Regions from separate parts of the Mus musculus genome. Here all the other regions are linked to region 1. Evidence: chromatin contacts called from public promoter capture Hi-C data. All regions are on one chromosome and are shown on one strand. The core of a region is the stretch at or near the end of the contact, and the rest is flanking DNA. Distances in the headings are between cores, read along the strand shown.

Evidence for each region. Promoter capture Hi-C pulls out the DNA fragments that hold promoters and counts their contacts.
Region 2: a contact with region 1 is called in a promoter capture Hi-C map of cranial neural crest. The contact joins the promoter of Esyt2 here to the promoter of Pacs2 in region 1. A contact is called at or near these places in 2 of 39 promoter capture datasets (cranial neural crest and pre-B cells).
Region 3: a contact with region 1 is called in a promoter capture Hi-C map of pre-B cells. The contact joins the promoter of Ncapg2 here to the promoter of Pacs2 in region 1. A contact is called at or near these places in 2 of 39 promoter capture datasets (cranial neural crest and pre-B cells).
Region 4: a contact with region 1 is called in a promoter capture Hi-C map of second pharyngeal arch cranial neural crest. The contact joins the promoter of Wdr60 here to the promoter of Pacs2 in region 1. A contact is called at or near these places in 3 of 39 promoter capture datasets (cranial neural crest, pre-B cells and second pharyngeal arch cranial neural crest).

Annotation. Positions count from the first base shown.
Region 1 is chr12:113,013,188-113,015,887 of GRCm38.p6, reverse strand. It overlaps Pacs2 (phosphofurin acidic cluster sorting protein 2), which reads right to left and starts at 1,380. Exons shown (of 24, transcript NM_001081170.1): 1 at 1,206-1,380. The coding sequence starts at 1,324.
Region 2 is chr12:116,279,870-116,282,569 of GRCm38.p6, reverse strand. It overlaps Esyt2 (extended synaptotagmin-like protein 2), which reads right to left and starts at 1,348. Exons shown (of 22, transcript NM_028731.5): 1 at 898-1,348. The coding sequence starts at 1,227.
Region 3 is chr12:116,404,060-116,406,759 of GRCm38.p6, reverse strand. It overlaps Ncapg2 (non-SMC condensin II complex, subunit G2), which reads right to left and starts at 1,324. Exons shown (of 29, transcript NM_133762.4): 1 at 1,299-1,324; 2 at 883-1,058. D430020J02Rik (RIKEN cDNA D430020J02 gene) reads left to right here and starts at 1,599. Exons shown (of 2, transcript NR_028421.1): 1 at 1,599-1,793; 2 at 2,117-2,700.
Region 4 is chr12:116,261,606-116,264,305 of GRCm38.p6, reverse strand. Wdr60 (WD repeat domain 60) reads left to right here and starts at 1,281. Exons shown (of 22, transcript NM_146039.3): 1 at 1,281-1,455. The coding sequence starts at 1,441.

The DNA of each region.
Region 1 (2,700 bases), core at 131-2,630:
CCTCAGTGTTTCTGAAAAAGAAGGAAGGGGGAACAGAAGAGGGAGGGAGAAAGAGAAAGGCTGACTGGTGTATGGGGTGGGGGGCATGGGGACCCTTGGCTCTCATTAAGGGAACTCAGAGACTGCTAAAGGAATTCAAGGGCCAGTGTGAAGTCTCAGGGCAATGCTGTAGAGAGCCAGAATTAAGTGTGGAGATCAGTTCATCTCTCCCTCCCCCCACCCTGCTTTAGGGGCCTGGGAGATGCTCCCACTGAGGCAAAAGCTGACCCTCAGGTCTCAGTCCTCCAGATGCCCCTCAGATCCATCCTTCCTTTCCCAAAGCCACAGACAGACCCAGAGGGCCTTGTGCATTCTAGAAGGGTAAAACCACTATCTAGTGGCCTCTGTACCCCCAACACCACACTCAGAGGCCTGCTGAAAGAACACAGAAAGTTCCCCTTCTCCTTCCTAGCATCTCTCTACTCAGATCCCCCTCCAGGGCACACTGTCCAAGTTCTGTGCCTGGAAGGCTCTTTGGTGATAAGGCCACTTTCCCTGACTCCCCAGAGGGAAGCCTGGAGCGCCCTCAACCTGGTGTCTAGAGTTCCTCTTTTCTCTCACTAGCTGAAGCTCCCGAGTAGGAGCCAAGTCAAGAAATCACAAAAGTTTCAAGCTGGGCACTAGAATGGGAAGCTGTAGTCCACACAGAGATGGGTGGCCACAGTGTCCGCCCAGCGGGTAAATTTTGTCTAACCCTTTCCACGGGGCGAGGAGGAGGTCGCCTACCCAGGGGAGAAAGACCAGGCTTGTGCAACGGCAAAATTAACAGCTCCAAGCAAAGAGTACAACGGTCTCGGGAGCTCTCGTCACAACGCCGGACACAAGGCCGACAGGTGAAGAGAGCGCAGACCTCACCCGCAGGGTAGATGGAGAGGAGACAGCGGCGTGTCCCGGGAGCCTCAGGCCCAGGCCTCTGGGGTGTGACAGTGCCGCTGCACGCCGGAGGAGAGCTGTGGCACTAGCCGAGAGCTCCACCGCCTGAGGTCCGCTGCGCAGCCCGGCCCGGGACGCAGGTGTCAAGGTGCGGGCAGAGCACCGGCCGGGCGAGCCACAGGCCCGCTGCCCCGCCCCGGCCCTCGCCTTGCAGTCACCCGCGCGCGCTCGGGGGCGCGGGGTCCCGGCCCGCAGGCAGGTGCGCGCGGACAAAGCGCAGCACGGGGGCGTACCTGGGCACGCAGCTGGGGCTGGAGCCGTCCACCTCCCAGGTGGCAAACAGGTTCATGGGCACCGGAGTGTTGAGCGCTCCGGGCGCGCCGGGCAGGCCGAGGCGGCCCCGCTCGGCCATGGCGCCGGCCCCGCCGTCCCTCGGCGGCCTGGGGCTGCGCCGGGCCGCGGGAGCGCGGCGGGCGGGCGGGCCGGGCGCGCGGAGGGCGGCGGCGCGGTCACATGGCGCCGGCGGGCGGCGGGAGTCCGGCAGGCCCGCGGGCGGTGTCCAGGCTGCGCCCGCGCCCCGCCCCCTGCCGCACCGCGCCGCCTATTGGTCGACGGGGCAGGGCTCGCGCGGCGCACCCAATCACCGCCCACCGGAAGTGAGGCGCGCGCCCCAGGGCGTCTCCGGCGCCCAGCCGCGGGAGCGAGCGCGCGCGGCGGCGCACAGGCTGTGCCCCTCTCAGGGACTCAGGCGAGCGACGTGATGGCTGCGGGAGTGACCAGGTCTACGAACCCCTCACGCTCCCTGCGGCGGACCGCGGGCCTAGGGACGTGACCATGTATCCCGGTGACTCTCATCCGGTTGCCATCCTGCGTGTCCCCGCACAGGCCCCTAAGGCCTGGCTCTCGCACTCTGTAGGCCCCACCCACCCTTATTCCTTGAGGAGTTTCAGCCACCATCTGTCCTCCCTAGCTGCCCCATCCAGCAACCTCCGCCCATCCAGCCTCCTCCTATATTCAGCAGTGCTTTATTTATTTATTTTTAAGTTTTTCTCAAGAGCATCTCAAATATTTGGTACAGGGTGCATTCTCCCTTGCTCGCAGTGAACTTGGGCCAATAGGAGGGGCGGGTGGCCGATCAGACTGCAGGGCCCAGTAGGCAGGGGATTCCAGGCATGGCCTGGAGAAGGCCGGCTAGGCTCTGGGCCTCAGGAAGAAGCTCTCAGTGGCAGATGTCCCTCCCCCTCTTTTTGGCTGTCTTTGGTCAAAGTCAACAAATTTAGGGAAAAGCTTTTCTGGCATGTCTTGTTTCTTTGTATCCACGGCTTTACACAATTGCCTTTCTCCCGCTAGGTTCCATGTCTTATTATCTTCTAGTAAGCTTATTGAAACAATTCTAACTCAAATCAATCTGACCTGGCTGTCCCTCCTTGCCCTTCAGGTTTACCCAATAGTCCTGTTTTCTGCCTTTCTTCCCAGGAAGGCATTGTGGGGGTGGTCCCTCCTCTGCTATGACACCCCAACCCCTTGCCATCTACATTTGGAGCTCCTCTGCCAGAGGCAGCCTCCTGCTGTAACTCCAGGATGGGAGCTGCAAACAGCTGCAGCTGCTTAAAGCCAGAGTCTGCTTTGAAGAGAACAAGGGGACCTGTGTTTTCCTCATGTTCCTCACTCGCTGGGGTGGTAAAACAAAGTCCAGAGGGTCTGTCAGTCTGTGGCCAGCTGAAATGAATATTGTCTGACATTGCAGCCCTATTGGGGCCAGTAGTAAGGCTTGTACCTAGGAAACCA
Region 2 (2,700 bases), core at 99-2,598, 3.3 Mb before region 1:
TTCAAAATCTCCCTCTATATATGTTAGATCCTGGATATTAAATGATCATATCAAAGTGCCTAGTCTTCCCTCTGGTATTTTAAACAATGAAACAAACATTTCAATTCTTCTAACATAAGCTTTTCAGGAACACTTCAATCGTGTTAGACACAACTAAGAAATGAATGAGTCTTCCTGATTTTTTTAATTAACTTCTCCCCATATTGGCTGTCACTACTTTTTAAATCAGAAAGGAGAATCTGGACGGTTCCAGGCCTGCAGCGCCATGCTTGCAAAAGGTTTACAGAATCGCTCTGGACAACTGAGATCTCATCGCCCACCAAGTGTGCTTCTGGGCGGTAGTCACTGCCAGCATGAGAGGAGGAAGAGGCCCAGCAACTAACAATGACCAGTTCTGCCAAGTTAGGAAGTATTCACTACCTGCGCACTTTGCTAGCGATGGGCGAGGAGGACTGAAAGCCAGGAAGAGGACTGAGAGCGGACACTCTCGGAGCAGATAATGACCAGGACACCTCGCCCAGGATGAGGGTGGGGACAGCAATAAGGACACCTGACTTAGGTGGGGGAGGCGGTGCGCTGACACAAGTGAGACTCGGACGCAGACCGTCGCTCAGAGCCGGGGTGGGCCACAGTGGCCAGAACTCCCGAGGAAAGCAGGTGGGCAGAGTGCTGACAGCAGACAGCAGTTTACAGCAGGAGAGGCAGACAGCAGTAAGGTCGCACACCTGACTCGGTCCGGGATCCTGGTTGTGCGGATCCCGGATCGGACGGAGATTCGGAACAAGCGGTGGCTGACACTTCACTCGGGCTGGGGCTTGAGTTCCCCACCCGTCACTGAGAAGGGGAGAAGGGTGGTGCGGACCTGACTCCGCTCAGGTCTGGGGGGGCAACACTCACCCAGGCGGGCAGGTCGCAGGCGCGCACTCCCAGGCGCACAGCTTGCTCCTCGTCCTCCAACAGCGCCAGCGCGCGGCACAGGCGGCTGGCCTTGAGGCCGCGGCTCCGGCGGCACCAGGCGAGCAGCCCGAGCGCCAGCAGCACCCAACTGAAGCTCAGCCCCAGGTAGCCCAGGGCGTACACCGGCAGCAGCAGCGCGAAGCTGCGCGCCAGCTGCCCCAGCAGCCCCGGCAAGTCCACACTCAGAGCGCTGCCCGGGGCCTCGGGCTCGGAGCGGCCCCCAGCCCGGCCAGGACCGGCCTCCGGCCCCTCGCCCCCCGCGCTACTCATCTCCAGCCGCGCTGAGCACTCCTCCCTGCCGAGGCGGGCGCGGCTCTCCCACGGACCGCAGGTCGCTCTAGCCCGCGCGCCAGCGCCCCACTGAGGGGGACCGCGGGCTCCACCGCTCCACTCCTCAAACGGGCGGGACTTGCCGTCATCACAGTGCGCAGGGCCCTCCCCCACCGAGGCCTCTCCCAGAGAGGGGCTTGCTCGGGCTGAGTGCGTGGTTTGGTGACGCAATCAGCATGCGCCCGACTCTTCCTCACTGGGATCCACTGTTCAGAGACAGCCGACCCTGAAAGAATCTAGGGCGGGGCGACGTGTCAGTCGCCAACCGGATCCCGCTCCCTCGTCCGCGCCCTCAGGAAAGATCCCCCGGCGGCGAATGGTCTGTGCCTGGTGTCATCGCGCGGTCGGACCCGCCTCTGCGCTGGGGTTGCTGTGCTGCTACTCTCCGGTCGTTACACCAAGAAGGGGCTGCAGGCGAAGCCATCACGCCAGGCAGGCCCCGCCCCTAACCTGTGAGGGCGGTTCGGTCTGCGCCCTCGGAGGGTGGGCGCCGCGCCAGGGGGACACACCCGGACTTGGCTCGCAGGGACGGCCGGAGAGGGAGGTGTGGCTTCCGCGGGTGTTGGAAGGGAGCAATGGCCCTGACTAGTGGGAAGGCTAGCGGGCTGAGTCCTTTCCAGCTTAGCGGAGAGCTCGGCGTTCGTCAGCCAACCTCTTGCCTGTCCTAGCTCCCTGGCGGAGAACTTGAACTTGCAGGTTCCTAGGGTGAGAGGATGGCTCCTGGGCCTGCCTCTGTGGAATGAGAACTTTGCGCCTGCTGCAGTAAAATTTACCTTGAGGCCTTACTGTGTGGTGGCGCCTCTGGGTCTAGTACTCCTTCAGGTCTGACTTCCCAAACAAAATGGCCCCAGTGAGCTTAGGAAAGCACAGTTGTCATGAAGATTTAAAAAAAAAAAAAAAAAAAAAAAAGGCAGCCAGGGTCCACCACCCCCTACCCCCGTCAAGGCCAAACTCTTAGGGGACATCTGAGGGGACATATGTGAAGCTTGCAAAAAAGAAAAAGGAAAAAAGGGAAGTAAGGAAAGGGAAGAGAAGAGAAAAAAAGACATCTGCTTTAAAGTTTGCTAAAGAGGAGCTGGAGAGATGGCCCAGCACCTGAGAACCCAATTCCTGAGTCAATTCCCAAAATCCACATCTGGCTGTTCACATGCACCTGTATCTAAAGCTCCATGGGATCTAATACCTCTGGTCTTCACAATCGCCTGTACACACACACACACACACACACACACACACAGAGGCATAATTTTTAAGAAAATTTTCCAGGAGGATAATTCCACGACTATGATTGTGGAATGTTGCAGATTCAGAGCCAAGTTATCCTGGGTCATACTTTGTTCCATTAGTAGCCATTCATTGCCCATCTCTTGTGTCTGATTTTATGCCACAATCCTTGTGATTCAAATATTAACC
Region 3 (2,700 bases), core at 75-2,574, 3.4 Mb before region 1:
CTGAGGTCACCTGGGAGCTTGTTAGGCAGTGCATCTGTGCCCCACTCCAGCACCCTCCCCTCCTCTGCACACCTACAGGATAATGAGAGCTCTGGGGACCTTGCTCATTCTTCTTCCTACATGTGATCTCCCAGGTAAAATGCCATCCTATTTTACCTTTACACCTGGTGCTACGATGACATACTCAAAACAAAAACCTAACAATACAGTTACAACAAATGATATTTGCAACAGGTCTTCTCATCTTAAGAATAAATTTGAAAATCTCTCATACCTTTAGAAATACAGCAATATGGAGAATTATTGGCATTAATTATAGAGTGTGAATCACAATAAATATGCATTCCTATTCTAAATTGAATAAAAGTAGAAAATAACCTCAATTTGACAACTCCTCATATTAGTAAATTTTAAATATAGCCACTTCATTCCCCGATTCAAATGGCTGAATTGTGAACCATAACTTTTTTGTGATGAATAAAATGGAGAGGGAAAGGTGGGTTGCCAGTATCACCACTTTACTAATTATGGTCACTTTGTTTACTTAAGTACATGTCTTTGGCAACTTAGTATGCCATATAATGTCTACATATGCTACTTACAAACCGTGACTCCGTATCTTGATTTTTCTCTTTCCTTAGTTCATAACTAAGTTGCTCCCTAGATCAGTCCTAGGTATAGGTTCGGGTTCCTCCCTTATGTCAGTGCAAGAATAAATCCAGCGTCTTCACCACCACGTCAGGCCCCAGTTAAGTGTCAACACTGCTGTCCTCCCTAGTCAGCTCCCCAGCCCCGTGCCAGGATCTTCCATGTCATTCTCTGGTCAGGGCTGGGGTTCTCGCTAGTCAACCCGGGTGCAGGTCTTTGGTACTACCTACTCACCCAGGCTCCTTCTCAGGGGTCTTCTCTAGTCAGACTCAGGTCTGCGTCCCCGGTCCTCCGTAGTCTGCATCAGGTCCTTGCCTGAGAGCCTCCCTACTGTGCGCAGGTCATTTTCCGGAGTCCTCGCCAGTCACACTCGGGCCCTCTCCCGGGGTCGTCCTAGTCTGAGGTCCTACCTAGTGAACCCGGGTTCCAGGCTGAGATCCTCCCTGGCGAGCCCCGCTTCTCGGTCTGGGATCCTTCCCAGTCAGCCGGGGGATCCCGCTCTGCCCTCCCGCAGCACCTCCCGCTCCACAAGCGCTCGAAACCGATGGCGGCCGCGGACGTGAGACCCGCGACGGTGTCCGCCGCCCAGCCGCGGTCGCCGGCCGCCGAGTCCTACTCACCTCCCACCCAACTCACCGCGCGGCGCTCACCTCACCACAGACCCATAGTTTCCCGCGCTCGGACCAGATTCAAACACACCCGCGTATACCCCGGACGCTCCCGCCCTCCACCCCGTCACCAGTCGCCGCTCTCACGAGATCTGACGCCGTCCCGGCCACGCCCATATCCCCCACAGCTCTGCAGCCAGGCTCCGCCCCCAAGGCCCAAGCACCGCCTCCTGGGCGTGACTCAGAGCCTCTGGCGGGAGTCTCTTTAGCGCGCTCACGGGATGCGCAGGCGCAGAGCTGCTGGCTGTGTTTCCCGCCCTCCGCCCACACACACCCACCTTCCTTGGGAGCGCTGCTGTTGCTTCTGTGTTCCTTGCCAGCTGCTCGGTGAGACGTCACGCTGATATCAGACGGAGGAGGGAGAGCAAGTCCGAGACTGCTCAAGTGGTAACCAAGAAGATTCTTGAAGAAATCCTGCCTCGGTTCGGGATCCCTAAGGTAATCGGCTCAGACAATGGGCCCGCATTTGTTGCCCAGGTAAGTCAGGAATTGGCCACACAATTGGGGACTAATTGGAAGTTTCTAAGTGTGCTTATAGGCCCCAGAGCTCAGGACAGGTAGAAAGAATGAGTAGGACTTTAAAAGAGACCCTTACTAAATTAGTCATGGAGACCGGCGGAAAGGACTGGGTGACTCTCCTTCCCTTTGCGCTCCTCAGGGTCCGAAACACTCCTGGACATTTCGGTCTTACCCCTTATGAGATTCTCTTTGGGGGACCGCCTCCCTTAACTGAGTCAGGTGGGATATTGGATCTTGGCACTGACTCATCCTCACCCTCTGCTCTTTTTGCTCACCTAAAGGCCCTAGAGGTTGTTAAAACACAGATCTGCAACCAGATCAGAGAAGCCTACACTCCGGGAACCATAGCAGTGCCTCACGGGTTCCAGGTTGGAGACTCAGTCTTGGTCAGACGACATCGCACTGGCACGCTTGAGCCCCGGTGGAAAGGACCGTATCTGGTGCTGTTGACCACCCCCACGGCAGTAAAAGTAGACGGGATCGCTGCTTGGATCCATGCCTCCCACGTCAAAAAGGCACCCAGCCAAGATGAAGACAACTGGATGGTGGCAGCCACTGACAATCCTCTTAAGCTTCGCTTGGGTCACAGGAGTCACCCTGGGCCTAAAGAACCACAACCCACACCAGCCTCTGACTCTAACTTGGCAAGTTCTCGGTCCTGATTCGGATCAGGTCTTGTTTACCACCTCCAAAACAGCGCCGCCAGGGACATGGTGGCCAGACCTAGCCTTCTGCCTCAAACAGATAATTCCAGCTGCTAGAAGCACTCCCCCTAATCTAGTAAGAAGCTATGGATTCTACTGCTGCCCAGAGCACAGCAAGTGGTCCTTATGCGGAGGGTCAGCCTCCTATTATTGTGGCCAAT
Region 4 (2,700 bases), core at 32-2,531, 3.2 Mb before region 1:
TGCAGTGAGCAGAGAGTGGTGTTCCTTACTCGATCCTTCCCCTTCATTACCTGACTTTATTCTTTCCCCATGAACCTATCCCAACATCCAACTATAGCACCTGTCTCCCATTTGAATGCTTTGTAGCTTCACATTAAGAAGTTTTGTGTCATGACATTCAATACCCTTCACAAATTTGCACACACCTCCCTTTTCATCTCTAGCCATCTCTCCAGTCATGAAATCCAGACCCTTTGTTACAGGTGTGCTCTGCTCATTAAAGAAGCTTCTAATCACATGTGGGCTTTGGGTACTTGGGAGGTGGCTAGTCTTGACATATTCTGTAAGTAAAGAATTTTGAAGACACTACAAGTTTTTAAAAATACGTTAATACTTCAAATATATACTGCACGTTAAAGTGATAACAGTTTATGCCTGTCTCTGGTAAAATATACTATTAAATTTAACCTTTTTCAACTTTTGAAAATGTAGCTCCTGGGGTTGGGGAGATAGCTCCGTAGATAAAGCATTTGTCATGCAAGCACGCAGACCAGGGTCTGGATCACCATCACCCACGTAAAAGTCAGATGGGGCAGCCTGCTTCTAACCTCAGTGCTCATGAGGCAGAAATGGCCATAGGCAAGAACCAGTAAAATTCTGTAAGAACTGGACCAAAATAAACCACAGCCAACACCAAGATTACCTTCCCTCTAAGAAATGTACTGGATTAGTAGAAACAAAGATAATAGACCTTAAGCAAAGATGAAAGACTTAATGTATGTTAGTACCTTTTGTATGACAAGGATTTGGCTTAGTGACCTTTGTGTGGTGTTAAGTGAGTGGAAAGTCAAATTCTAACGTGGGTTACAGTAATATGTAACTTAGAAAAGTGTGCGAATAGTAAACTTCTCATCTGCAGAAAAAGCTCAGAATGCTAACATACGATCTAGATACTTCCTAAGTATCGCTAGGCAGACAGCCTAGTCTTGAACTCACAAAGATCCTTCTGCCTTGTCTCCATTGTAATAGAATTAACTAAAGGTGTGCGCTGCCGCAGTTGGCCACAAATGATTTTCATGAAAAGACAGTCTATAGGGTGTGAGTTGAGGAGGCAAAGCCTTGTTCAAGTATAAAGCTCAATCACCGTTTCCTTCCCATCTCTCGTTGTCAACTGTGAGGGTCAAAGAAGGATCAGACAAAGAAACTCAAGACATAAGAAAAGGCTCCTGCGTGTTTGCAGAAAACACGGGCGCGCAGGCGCGCGTGCTGGGGACGGCCGCGGGGCATGCTGGGCCAGCGCCTTCGGCCCGTTGCTAGGAGGCGGGGACGCCGGCCCTCCTGGGACCCAAGTCGCAGCAGGCCTGGCTGGCTGGTAGAGCTGAGCGACGGCGGGTTTATCTTCCTCCGGTGGCCCGCGCCTGCTGGGCCGAGGACACGCGGCTGTCCCGGCCTCGAGGAGCGATGGAGCCTGGGAAGGTCGGTGCGCCGCGGGGCCCAGCCTGGTCCGGCCCGCGCCCCCATTACCCCCCTCTTTCTTGGCAATGGAGATCGGGTTCCTCCTGGGCCTGCACTTAGGAGAGAGCTGGAGGCGGAGTTTGGGTCGAGGTCTCAGCTCTGCTGTTGCCTCTCACTTCTTAGCTCCAGGTGCGGTTTGTGGAGGAGTTTCTGGACTCATCCAGAGGCGAGGCTGAGTGTCAACTTCAGGAAGGCACAGGACTCCTGAAAAAAAAGTGCCGCAAGGTGAAACATGAGTCTCGTTAAGGTAGAAGGTTGTTGACTTTAACTTTGGTAGGTCGTTTATATCAAAAATCCATCTCTTAGGTTTTCCGGTTTGGTGCAATACAGGTTTTTAAAGTATGTCCTTATGGCCCTATTAACAACTCATGATAAATCCTATGAATTACCTTAGCGTCTATTATAAAGGACCCTTGTCTGCTTTAATTAATTTAGGTCTTCTCTTTCCATCTTTTAGTTTACTGGGTAAAAGTTTGCCCATTTTGTTGATCTTTCTGAAAGAGTCAGCTCTTTAGTTTCATTGATTCTTCGTACTGGTTTGTGTTGTTACAGTTTCTTTGATTTCAGTCCTGAGTTTGATTTTTTTTTTTTTGTGCCATCTACTCTTTTGGGGTTATTATTTCTTCTTGTTTTTCTAGGGCTTTCAGGTGCATCATGAAATTACCAATATAAAACCTCTCTAGTTTTTTGGTGGAGACACTTGGTGCTATGAACTTTCGTCTTACAAACTGTGTTCATTGTGCCCTGTAGGTTTGGCTATGTTGAATTTTTATTCAGTTTTAAAAAGTTTATTTTCCTCTGTGATTTTTGTTTTGACTCAATTTTCATTCAGTAGTAAGTTGTTCAGTGTCCATGAGTTTGTTTGGTATTGTTGATATTCAGCTTTACTCCATGGTGGTCAGATAGGATTCAGGGTGCTATTTCAGTTTTCTTATATGTATTGAGGCTTGCCTTGTGTTCTAATATGTGATCATGAGCTTTGGAAAAGAAAGAATATTCTTTAGAGTTTGGGTGGGATATTTGTGTGTGTGTTTGTCTGTCAATTTGACTTACGATATTTTTTGTTTGTTTTGTTTTTTCATTTGCTTTTTTAAACTCCAGCAACTTCTCTGTTTAGTTTTTTTTTTTTGGATGACCTGTCTGGATGGAAGTCAGGTATTGAAGCCATGCACTACCACTGTGGTTTTTATCTGTAGTAGTGTTTCT